Regions from separate parts of the Mus musculus genome. Here region 2 is linked to region 1. Evidence: chromatin contacts called from public promoter capture Hi-C data. All regions are on one chromosome and are shown on one strand. Each heading gives the region's core, a stretch centred on a gene start, on an enhancer-like site or on the middle of the called end of the contact. The rest is flanking DNA. Distances are from core to core; before and after follow the strand shown.

What was found. Promoter capture Hi-C pulls out the DNA fragments that hold promoters and counts their contacts.
Region 2: a promoter capture Hi-C map of hippocampal neurons shows a contact between it and region 1, with 4 times the contacts expected there. The contact joins the enhancer-like site here to the promoter of Itfg1 in region 1. A contact is called at or near these places in 2 of 39 promoter capture datasets (the 3T3-L1 cell line and hippocampal neurons), 1 of 484 Hi-C or Micro-C datasets (cerebral cortex) and 7 of 115 datasets of contacts at active chromatin or transcription factors (astrocytes, embryonic forebrain, embryonic midbrain and 4 more).

What each region holds. Positions count from the first base shown.
Region 1 is chr8:85,837,047-85,843,013 of GRCm38.p6, reverse strand. It overlaps Itfg1 (integrin alpha FG-GAP repeat containing 1), which reads left to right and starts at 2,065. Exons shown (of 18, transcript NM_028007.3): 1 at 2,065-2,480; 2 at 4,014-4,086. The coding sequence starts at 2,276. Phkb (phosphorylase kinase beta) reads right to left here and starts at 2,026. Exons shown (of 32, transcript NM_199446.2): 1 at 1,911-2,026; 2 at 1-10.
Region 2 is chr8:86,272,360-86,278,312 of GRCm38.p6, reverse strand. No RefSeq gene overlaps it. Among named protein-coding and RNA genes, the nearest start is that of Gm33687, 4.5 kb to the left of the region's middle. Within about 2 kb of position 4,287, at least 63 of the 459 cell types and tissues checked have an H3K27ac peak or open chromatin away from gene starts, as enhancers often do. A contact at or near this core is called in cerebral cortex, forebrain, hippocampal neurons and 1 more, where this site is marked.

The DNA of each region.
Region 1 (5,967 bases), core at 816-3,315:
AATTTTAAAACTGTTTAGTGAAGGTTAGAAGCAATCAGCATTAGATTAATGTATGAGCAGTTATTAGCATGATGCAATGTGCAAAAGACAATTAAAGATCATTATATAATTTTAGTTTGTCTTTTATGACTCAAGAATTTGATTTCCTTTATTTGGTAAATTAAGTTTGCATACATGAAAAGACAGAAACATAATATCCACTTACTAAGACACATTCAATTAATAGTATCCTTTATTGTTCTTTAAGTTGTTAATGCTACTATGTAACAATGCTTATAACTCCAAAGAGGAGCCTGTCCCAGAAACAGGTCAATTCATGTTTCAAACAAGGCTGTTTACACAGTTAAAAGTTGTAAACAGAATCAAGTTAACACTTTATAATAAGCAGGAAGTAAATAATATGGCTCAAGGTTTAGTGTCTGTATTTTTCGGAATCAAAAATAGTAGAAACTGCAAACATAACTACTAAGATTTGCCTCAACTACTATCTTTTTTTTTTTCCACTTCTATCTGCACTTTACTCTTATGTAAACATACAGTAAATTTGGATAGTATCTACTATGGCTGAGACTAGGTTTAAGAAACTGCATTCAACAATAGTTAAGCAGAATTTACCCTATTAAGAAAAATACGGTTTTCAACACTTGCTGTTGTGACATATATTTGAGTAAAATAAAGACTTGAAGAGAAAATAGACCCTATAGGATTACTATGTTGCAAAACTGTGTTGCAAAAATACATGTTGGGGGTTGAGAGGACGGTTAAAGACCCTGGCAAAAGACTAGTTATTCTCTTTGCCCAGAACAACCTAATAGCACTTTTTCTATTCCCACAGCAACAGTGTTAATAACCAACTCAAAATTTCTATATGACACAATAAAAGAAAATATAAGCAACAAATATCCCTACAACTGTTTCAAATAATTCTACTGACTCTGAACTTGAGTCAACTGCTTTCTAAAAATTTCTCTTACTTTTCATGTGTTTGTTCCATTACAACCCTAAGTCCTAAGTAAATAAACACACAAAAATTTTAAGATTTCAAATGGAATGAAATTGGCAATACTTTAACAAATACAGTACTTTTCTACAATCTTTCGTCAATCTTTGACAAGGGAAAGGTTCTTGGTTGAACATTTCTTGTCCCCCACCTCTCGTGTTTAAGGACACATTTTTTCCCCCAAGATTGTATCCAATTTCAAAAGTGGCAGTTTCACTGCTGGCTCTCTGGAAAGTTATTAATCAGGAGTACTAACTTTTAAAACGCCAGTGTGACTTTGCAATTTGAACAAGTCAGTTCAGGACACTCGGACTGCTGGCTTTTTAATCTCCGTGGTTGGGAACCACAACTAGAAGCTACAGGTGGTGGGACCATTTGGCTAGGGAAGGGGCCAATTTCATTCTGAGTCATAACTGTACACTAACTTAACTTGTGGCACAAACCGTCTTCCTCAATTTCTGACACACAGAACTGGCTGCAGCTAAAAATTACTGAGGAATGTGAAGGGGGCATATGAGACAAAAGTAGTCGCCAGCTCTTTAGGACCTCACTAAAAATGGAGGTCTACTTTTTGCAGAGCAAGAGCGTTCAGGTTCCAAAGAACTTGTCACTAGCTGACTTACTCGGCAAAGTTTCTGGAGAAGTCAGCTTATCACTAACTTTGGAGAGGAAATAACTTGGGGGAGAAAGACAGACGTTATCTAAATGGGGGAAGTGCAGGGATTGGGGAATGGGGACCAAGATGGACAAGAGCAGGGCAGCAAGAGAAACCTATTGCTTTCTGGAGCCAACTTAAGGAAGCAAGTTGATCCCCAGGACAGATCCCACCTGCCTCCCTCCAGGGGACTTGCGGAGGAGCACCACCCCCTGTACCCAGGAGGGGGAAGGTTGTGGTCACAGGCAGTCAAACCTGAGCGCTTGGCCCGGGCTCTTCGTTCCAAGAGCTTCCAGCTTACTTCAGCCATGAGTCCCTCAGCCCCCGCCATCGCACAGTGCCCACCACCCCAGCTGCCAGTCAGCGAGGCCGGCCCGGCCCCGCCCCCTCGCGCGACACTGTCGGGAGGCACGACAGCCGGAAGTGAGTTCCCGGGCAGACGCCGCCCTAGCTCCTCGGCGTCTTGGTCGTCGGAGAAACAGCCCCAGGGCAGCGTGAGAGTGCAGCGAGGGGCTGCCCGTGAGGCCGCACCCCGAGTCTTTTCTCGGTCGGCCGGTCAGTCGCACGGTGCTTTGCGGCTGCCGTCAAGCGCGGCGGAGGCCGGCCGGGCCGAAGGCGCCATGGCGGCAGGCCGGCTTCCTAGCGCCAGGGCGGTGCTGGCCCCGCTGTTCTTGGGGCTCGCGCTGCTGAGCGTTGGGCCTGCCCCGGCGCGGGCTCTGCACAACGTCACGGCCGAGCTCTTTGGGGCTGAGGCCTGGGGCACCCTGGCGGCCTTCGGTGACCTCAACTCCGACAAACAGACGGACCTCTTCGTGCTGCGGGAAAGTCAGTGCTTGCCGGCCCTCCTCTGTCTGCCCCTCCCGGTGTACCCACGCCCCCTGATTCCTGTTACCCTACCTCTTGCATTTCCCAGTCTTCTGGCTCTCCCTTTATCTTCAGCACAGGGACAGCTTTCCCCTGTTTTTATCAACCCTCGGTCCTAACTCAGTAACCCCGCGGCTTGACCATCAGCCCAACCCTTAAGAACACACCAACCTCCCTTCATCTAGAAACCTCTAGCCTTCATATGGCGAATGATCACCTGCCTGCCAAAGGTCTTCCAGATTTCTAAGAACCTTGGTTTCTGGTCTAAGCATTTGCTTTCCCGTCTTTTTTCCAATCTTCCACCCCCTTTGATGAGAAAACATGCAAGCTGACAGTTTCTTGTGAGAGATGTTCTGCCTTCACCTCCTACTAATTCTGCCCTTCCTTGTGTTAAGATCTTTAAAGGCACTGTGCCTTCCTCAGGCACCAAATTCTCCACCACTCACACCAGCCTCTGTTGTTGTTAACTGCTGATAAACGCAGTGCCTCCTTGGTCATACATTCTCAAACTTCAGACTTCTCCAGCATAAGGTGCCTTAGCTTAGTGTACATCTGGCCCCTCCTCATCTTGAGTACTGCTATAGTCTTCATCCAACTTGCCATTGAAAGTTCATTAACCACATTAAGCCTTAAAAGAAAAAATGTCTGATGCTGACCAAGTGCATCGGTTGGTGGTTAAGGACCAAGGCCATGAATAAAGTTTAAAGCCCCTACAAAGCTGACTGGCAGGATCCTGACAAGGTCTTTTGAGTGCTCTTTCCAGGACCCCAGAACCTCTTATAAGACCTGGATGGTTTTTCCTCTATTTGAATGATTACCCACATTGCAAGAATACTCAAAGTCTGTAGCTAATCTATCCAAACTAGATACAGAGACATTGAAGATATCCTGTGCTTGATTAAGCGTTTCTGAAAGTCTGTCCCAATGAACATTAATTGACCCATCCATGTGGAAGCAAAGGGGGAAGTGTGGAGGGCTCTGCTTTTTCTGCTTATGTGTTGACTTATATCCTTGTAACTTGTGAGTAGATGTTTTAGTAGGAATTCCTGGATCCTTGGTATGATGATAACAGCCTATGAGGGAGACCTGATTGGATGTGGAAAACACAAGACTTAACAGTAGCACAGTATAAATAAGGGTGTGTGTGGGGGGGGGGGGGTGTTTTCTGTATTGCTGCAGATCAAACTTGGGTCTCATACTCAGTATACAACAGTATAGTTTAAGGTGTGCTCTTTATATGGATGCTTCTTTTGAATTATGCCACCTGGCCCTTAATTGAATCCCATGGCGTCACATTGCCTTGAACAAGTATCCTTTTCCATACTTTTCTTTTCCATGTTCCATTAGATTTGTATGAGTATTCTTGGCAGTGCTGTCTGACTAGGTCAGAGTAAAAGCTTTCTTATAGAAACAGTACCCAGGAAGTTTTTAAGCACTGATCGAATGATTTTCCAAAAACCATTTTTTCTAAAATAACTTATTTGTTTCTTTTAGGAAATGACTTAATTGTCTTCTTGGCAGATCAGAGTGCACCCTATTTTAAACCCAAGGTAAAGGTATCCCTGAAGTAAGTATATAATATTCTTCTTATTATATGAATATGCAGTCGTGTGGGTTGTATTTGAGATCAGTCGTGTTCAGCTGTGGTTTGTGACACAAAATTCCTAGTTCTGAGGTCTGCGTAGAAAACAGTGTTTTGAAACTAAATAAATTAATTAATTAAACCTGGGAGGCCTGGTGAGTTGGCACCTAAATCCAAGTCTCATAACCTAAGGTAGATACCCAGAATCCTCATGGTGGAAGAAGAAAACCGACTTCTATAAACTGTCCTCTCACCTCCATTTACACACTGTGGTATCAGCCTGAACACACACATACCCCACTAACATACAATTAAAATATAATTTTAAAAAAGGAAATATTGAAAATAAAATTTAAAAATACCCCCCTTAATAAAAATACCTTTTGTTGGCTCCGGGTCTGTTCTATATAAACATTCTACAGTCCCTTGCAATCTAATATGCTTTCTCGAATGTACTATGTCTCGTCCTGATTGTTCCCGTGGAAGCAGATCACTCATAAAAATCTCATCATCTTAAAGATGTTTTACATATGGGAGAAAGATCAATGACCTCTGTCCTGTTTGTTTGTTTTCTCTTTTGATCAAATGGTGAGGTTTTTTAAATACTGATCTTGACAATTGTAATCAAGCTGCCTTAGTTAGAGTTTCATTGCTGTGAAGAGACATTATGACCATGGCAACTCTTATAAAGAAAACAGTTGGGGCTGGCTTACAGTTTCAGAGGTTAAGTCCATTATCATCATGGCAGGAAGCATGGCAGCATGCAGGCAGACAAGGTACTGGAGGAGCTGAGAGTTCTACATCTTGATCCCCAGGCATCAGAAAGAGACTGTGAGCTACATAGGACATAACTTAAGCATCAGGGACTTCAAAACCTGCAAGGTCATGCCTCCTAATAGTGCCTCTCCCTATGGGCCAAGCATTCAAACACATGAGGCTATGGGGGCATACTTATTCAAACTACCACACAAGATTTTCAAATTAAAATTTTAATGTAATTTAAATAATAGTCCTTATTGCTTATGGTTGGCAATACATGAAACATTGCCCCCAATGATAGTGAACCAATATGATTTGCAAATTTGAGGAAGCAAGTTGAATGCTTGCTCTAAGCTAAAGGAGAAAGGGATGGGTCAGTGCAAACCAAAATTGCAGCTTCCATATACTCATGGAATTGGAGCTTAACTGCATAGCTTGAATAAAATTTACTTGATAATGTTTAAGTTTGAGTACACATTAGAAAGATGGCAGTGAAAATAACATTTTGTGACAGAGTGAAAGGATTTACTTTACAGAAAAGTAGGTACCCCTGGAAGAATTATAGTCTGGGAAAAGACAATCAGAACAGACTAGGATCCTTCCAAAGTAATAAAAACATTTGGACTCAGTTATATAAGAAGAGATGAGTTACACAAAACAGATTATGAAAAATGTACTTATATTGGCTTACTTGGTATTCACATACAGTATGAATTAGAATCACATACTAAATAAACTATTTTTTAATCACTGTGGAGTAGATGGGAAGATTGACTCAGTAAAGTATTCTTAAAATGTAGAAATTGCTGTTTCAACTTTTTTAACGTGTGTGTCTGTGTCTGTGTGTCTGTGTATCTATGTCTGTCTGTATGTGTATCTGTATGCTCTGGAGTAACGTGTTTGTGAGTTGCCTTCCTTTCATAGTACGGGAACCAAACTCCTGTTTTTTGCAAAAGCAGTACATTCTCTTAATCACTGAACCATTTCTTCAGTCCTCTGTTTTTTAAAATAAAAGTAATTGTACTTTTCCTTCTGCAGTCTAGGGCTTTCTCTTGGATTCAAAGATTTTAACCCTTAGTGTTTATTTCAATGTTTTCAAATAGATTT
Region 2 (5,953 bases), core at 3,038-5,537, 430 kb before region 1:
AGCTGGGTGCTTTCCTCCAGCTGCTCTTGGGAAACTGCCCAGCAACCCAGATTTTCAGAGCAGACACACGTCTCTCCGCTCCATTTCATCCTCTGTGTCATGAGGGTACTCTCCAAATCTTACAGGATGTCACATCATTCTAAACTGTGTGCTTGCCTAGTGCCTTGTGTGTATTAACTTATTATTATTAAAATACTAATGAACATTTGAGACAGTTCATTTAGGGTTTGGGACAGTCACATACTGACAGAATGGACATGCTACCTTCCTGGGGAGTTAATGACCTGAAAGGCTCAGATGGACAGAGAAGCTCTGGATAGGAGCATTGATTTGACCTGTAACACCAGTGGAAGCTTCTAAGGAGGAGATCCACATTCCAAACCCAGCAGTATCTCCCACCTCCAGATTGCAGGAAACAGACCTGTGTGTGGAATCTCCCATCCCCACAGTGCCATCTGACCAGCCTCTGCTTGGAGAGGGGTTTTAAGAGAAGTCTCTGGGAGCAACAAAAGGATGGACCATCTAGAGGCTGCCTTATCTGGGGATCCACCCCATAATCAGCTTCCAAACGCTGACACCATTGCATACACTAGCAAGATTTTGCTGAAAGGACCCAGATATAGCTGTCTCTTGTGAGACTATGCCGGGGCCTAGCAAACACATAAGTGGATGCTCACAGTCAGCTGTTGGATGGATCACAGGGCCCCCAATGGAGGAGCTAGAGAAAGTACCCAAGGAGCTAAAGAGATCTGCAACCCTGTAGGTGTAACAACATTATGAACTAACCAGTAACCCGGAGCTCTTGACTCTAGCTACATATGTATCAAAAGATGGCCTAGTTGGCCATCACTGGAAAGAGAGGCCCATTGGACACACAAACTTTATATGCCCCAGTACAGGGGAACGCCAGGGCCAAAAAAAATGGGAATGGGTGGGTAGGGAAGTGGGGGGGAGGGTATGGGGGACTTTTGGGATAGCATTGGAAATGTAATTGAGGAAAATACGTAATAAATAAAATAAAATTTAAAAAAAAGAACAACTCAAAGTCAAATCATGGATCCAAGCTGATGACCTGTGTTCTGTTTGCTTTCCATTCTGCTGGGGTATCACTCTTCAGTGACTCATGGACCCTTACAAAGTTAAGATTATCCAGCACACCAGCTCTGTGCCCACTTTTTTATATCTTATTTTGCTTTTTGTATAGCACATATTTTTTTTGACATTGTCAGTGCCCACTGGCTCAAGGCTGACAGGAACATGTTCAATTTATAACTGTTGCACTGAAAAAGACCAAACAGGGCAAACCTGTTGTCTGTCCCCTATATTACAATGTACAAGAATATCTGTGCTCCTGGTGGGTGGGAGTCAGAGGTCCTGACAGTACCATACACATCATTTGTGTGGTTTGGTTTTGTTTATTTTTCTGTCTCTCCTTTGCTATTTCAGGGAGATAAGGCCATTCCCAGAGTTTTATTAACTGACATTATCTATTGAGAACAGCAGACCAGAAGTGGCTGGGCATTTCAAAGTAAGGGGCCCTACAAAAGGAATGGATTCTTTCTTCAGCTAAAAGCTGGAAATATCCTTGACACCATGGGCAACTCCATCCTTTCCTGAGGCCTGAAATGCCAGAAGTGTTTAGCTGGAATGTCTTTGGTCCTGCCCTGGCCAGAGAACAGGGATGTCAGAAAGGAAGAAAGAACAGGTTCTGGTGTTTCCTCATCTCTTTCCTCTAAATGAAGACCCCTTCCCTTGGAATCATAAATGAGGACTGACTGAAACCAAGAGGCACTTAGACACCTGGAGCCAAAGCTGGGCTGGCCAGCTCATCCATACGAAGCATTACTAACTGGAAGGCTGCAACCCACAGTGGTACCCACTCCCAGGGACCTGCTCTTGCTGTAGGAGCTTTGCATCTTTCTGTCTCTGAAGCTTTCTATAATAAAATACTCTTTTTAAAGATCACCTCCGTGGTACAATCATTCCATTCTTCAACTCTGCCAGACAAGAACTGGAAGGTCACTTACTCGGTAGAAGTTTTGGGTGACTGCAAGCATCTATCATCCTAACTCTTGATTTAAAAGCCCCCTCCCCCCAAGAGCCGAGAAAAACCCAGTTACTCTCAACAACACGCTAAACATTTTCCATTTCATATTCACAATAGGACTTCCTCCTCCAATACCCAGGGAACACTCAATTCCTATTTACTGGAGGAATTATTATTAATACACTTGCTTACAGGGCTTGGTTAGGATTTACAGATGAGCCAAAGGAGTGCCTTTGGGAATGAGGTGGAGGAAAGGGGTGGACAGGTCTGCGGACTGGGTAGAGTCAGGGAAGAGCTGACAGACAGGAGCTATTTATGCCTCTCATCTCTCTGACTCATCCTCAGCCACTGTGAGCAGGAACCGCCAGCCCTGCTCTGCTCCAAGCCCACAGGAACCACAAGCCCTGCTCTACTCTCTAGCCCCCACGCATCTCTGATCAGTTAAAATTAAAACCCACACTGGGTCTGGTATAGACGCAGCCACCTGTAACCTCAGCTCTTGGGAAGCAAAGGCAAAAATAGCAGGAATTGGAGGCCAGCCTGGACTACTGAGGAAGTTCTAAGCCAGTCTGGGTTGTTGATGGGATTCTAAGTTAGCCTATGTTAGAGTGAAACTCTCTCAAAAGCAAAAGAGTAAAATAATAAAAACATAAAATAAAAAAGAAGTAATCACCATTGTAAATACTAGGCAAGATTCTCTTATTAGTTAACTTTCCTAAAGGTGAGGAAACTGAGGCACAGATGCTGTTCTTAAAAAACAAAATCCCCACCAAACCCAGACACTATTGTGGATGCCAACAAGTGCTTGCTGACAGGAGCCTGATATGGCTCTCTCCTGAGAGGCTCTGCCAGTGCCTGACAAATACAGAGGTGGATGCTTGCAGCCAATCATTGGACTGAGCACAGGGTCCCCAATGGAGGAACTAGAAAAGGACCCAAAGGAGCTGAAGGGGTTTGCAGCCCCATAGGAGGGACAACAATATGAACCAACTAGTACCCCCAGGGCTCCCAAGGAGTAAACCACCAACCAAAAGTACACATGGAGGGACCCATGGCTCCAGCTGCCTATGTAGCAGAGGTTGGGCTTGTTGGACATCAGTGGGAGAAGAGGCCCTTGGTCCTGAGAAGGCTCTATTCCCCAGTGTAGGGGGATGGCAGGACAGGGAAGTGAGAGTGGGTGGGTTGGTGAACAGGGGGAGGTGGGATGGGATAGGGGGTTTTCAGAGGGGAAACTAGGAGAGGGGATTAAAATTTGAACTGTAAATAAAGAAAATAAAAAAATCATATGGCACAAGGCACATTGTTTTTAATTATGATTTCATTGCCTCTTATAAGTGAGACATGGGTTTACCGCATGCCGGGTCTTGTAGACTGAATATAAAATAAACTGCTTAATCCTCATTAAAAACAAACAAAACAAAACAAAACAAAAACAAAAACAAAAACAGAATCCCAAACGTTCGATTTATCAGTGAAGGCACAGAAGCCAGATGCTGTGGTGGAAGCCGGCTAGCTCACAGAGTCAGAGAAAGTACCCAGCTGACCTTCCCACTCCACTGGTGTCCCAGAAGGAAAAGCCCCTCCTCCTTCTGCACTCTGTCTTTATACCCTTCAACTCAGAGACTCTCCTTCTCTTTCCTGGGTTTTCTTATGCTCACTCCCTGACAATTGGTTGCTTAATCTGCCTCTTGGTCTATCGTTGACTTTATTGAGTTCTTGTTTACAGAAAGGTCTTGGATTAAAGCCATGTGCTAGGGCTGAGCCACACCACAACAAGGTTTATCCAGTTCACAATCTTGGGGTTCACACGGTGATCACATATCCTACATCACAAAGAGGAAGAATTAAGTGTTGAGTGACTGAGCTGGGATTAAACATTCATTGCTCACATGGAGTGGCTGAGCCATACAGAGCCACCAACAGGCATGGACTGAAGTAGCAAGAACAGAAGGCAAGGCTGAGAAGTTCCCCAGCAAACTGACCTTGTGGCTAAGTAAAGAAGTCTTTATTTTGCATGATGAGAATGGAGCTGATAACTCTGCATCTCACAGGTACCCTCAAAGGCTACATACACTAAGGCTTCCTCATGGCCAGCCGTTCCAAGTAGGCTGCCATCAGCCCTGCTCAGTTAGGCAATGGGAAGGGATTGGTGCATTCAGCACAAGCATCAGCTAAGACAGGCATAAAAACATAAAAAGGAGCCAAGCCAGGCCCCATCCGCACCAAGGAGAGCAGCTGAGTTCTGAAAGCAGGCTTATTAACTTTACCAGGCTCTGACGTTGCCATGGATACCACTAACCCAGTGTAGTATTACTTCTGCCTCTTGGTCCTAAAACTGCTTTGCTCTTCAGCCCTGAGTCATGCTGGCAGAGTGGGATTTTCTTCCCACTTCTCCAAATGGGCCCTTAAAGTACAAATGGCTTTTGAAGACTCAGAACCAGAGAGAACTCATCCTATTCCACACCATCGTTTCAAAAATTGGTTCCTTTCAAACACTATTGTACACCATACCAGCTGCATTTACATGAACGTGGACTTGTGTGAGTGAGCAAAACTGTGTTCTTAGAAAGTGCGTATCTGTGCTGTGAACACCACAGACCGTAGAAGTTAAAGGAAGGACATTAGTGAAGTACAAGTTCAGGTGTCTGTACTTATGTCTGTAATCAATAGTGGTCACGGAGCTCTTGAAAGGGATGTGTTAAGACTGTGGACAACCCAGTACAATGAAATCAACTTCATCCCCAAAATGATGCTCTTGAGAGTTAATGTTCTCAAAGCCTCAGCAAACAAGCAAAATTGCTTCTGACACTAACATTCCCAATAAGCACTTATCAGATGGATGAAAGTGTATTCATTTGTGCTGCACTTAATGTCTCACCCCCTCACCTCACTTGAGGCTCACAACTACATAAACCCAACAGGGCAATTGTTGCCTGTTCCATAATGAGTTATAGAAACACTGATCGCTTAAGAGTGCTGCTGGAGAAACTTGCTTGAAATGTGCACTTCCCAGTGGATCGATGGGTTGATCGATAGATGCTCCAAAGGCTGATGGCAGGAGGAAGAGTGAGCAACTGGAGCAGAATGTCAATGCCTGGACCTTGAAAATTCTCCCACTTCCCCAAATTCTGTATTTATCTTGAGTCCCTTAGCAATTCTCAGATCCTTAGACACTCACTATAAAGTGAAGGTGAGTTAACGTGAGTCAGAAAAAGAGTAACCGTGGCAGCTGCTCTGAGTGGAGAGCATCACCTTTGGCATGGTTATCTGTATTGTTCTCTCTTGGGATCCAGATAGTAGAGCCATTTTACATCCCCTGGGCCACAGAAGAGAGGCCAGGGAAGTTGCAGGTGTGCTTTATGTTTCTTCCCTGGGTTAAAGCAAACCTCAGAGCAGATGGGGAGGGTGTGTCATCTGAGCTGTTGCATGACCTGCTGCTTACACCCAGGGAGTGAGCATCCTGTTCTATTCACAGCTAAAGGTCATTCCAGCCCGAATTCTTGGGGTTCATTCAAGGTCACTCTCCTCAGGTTTTCTCTCATATGCAAAGTAGACTCAAAAAAAAAATCCTATTTTTCCCTCTTCTCTTTCTGATGCTCAGTCAACACCTGCCATTGGCAATGATTGCTTTTGCCAGGGAGAGAGAGAGAGAGAGAGCCTTTAAGGACCCTACAACTCTTGGGAAATTTCTCCAGGACACAAGTCATAATGAAAACCAAACAGAAGAGACCATGGAAGGGAGGAAAATAACTATCAGCAGCCTGAATCAAAGCTGCCTCCAACCTCATATGTGCCGCTCCCTCAACCCTGTGCTCTTCCCATCCACAGACGCATGAAGTCTGGGCTTTGCAGCGATGTGCGGGGCCAAGTATCTGCACTAGAGACCATGGATTTGGATGGTTCATG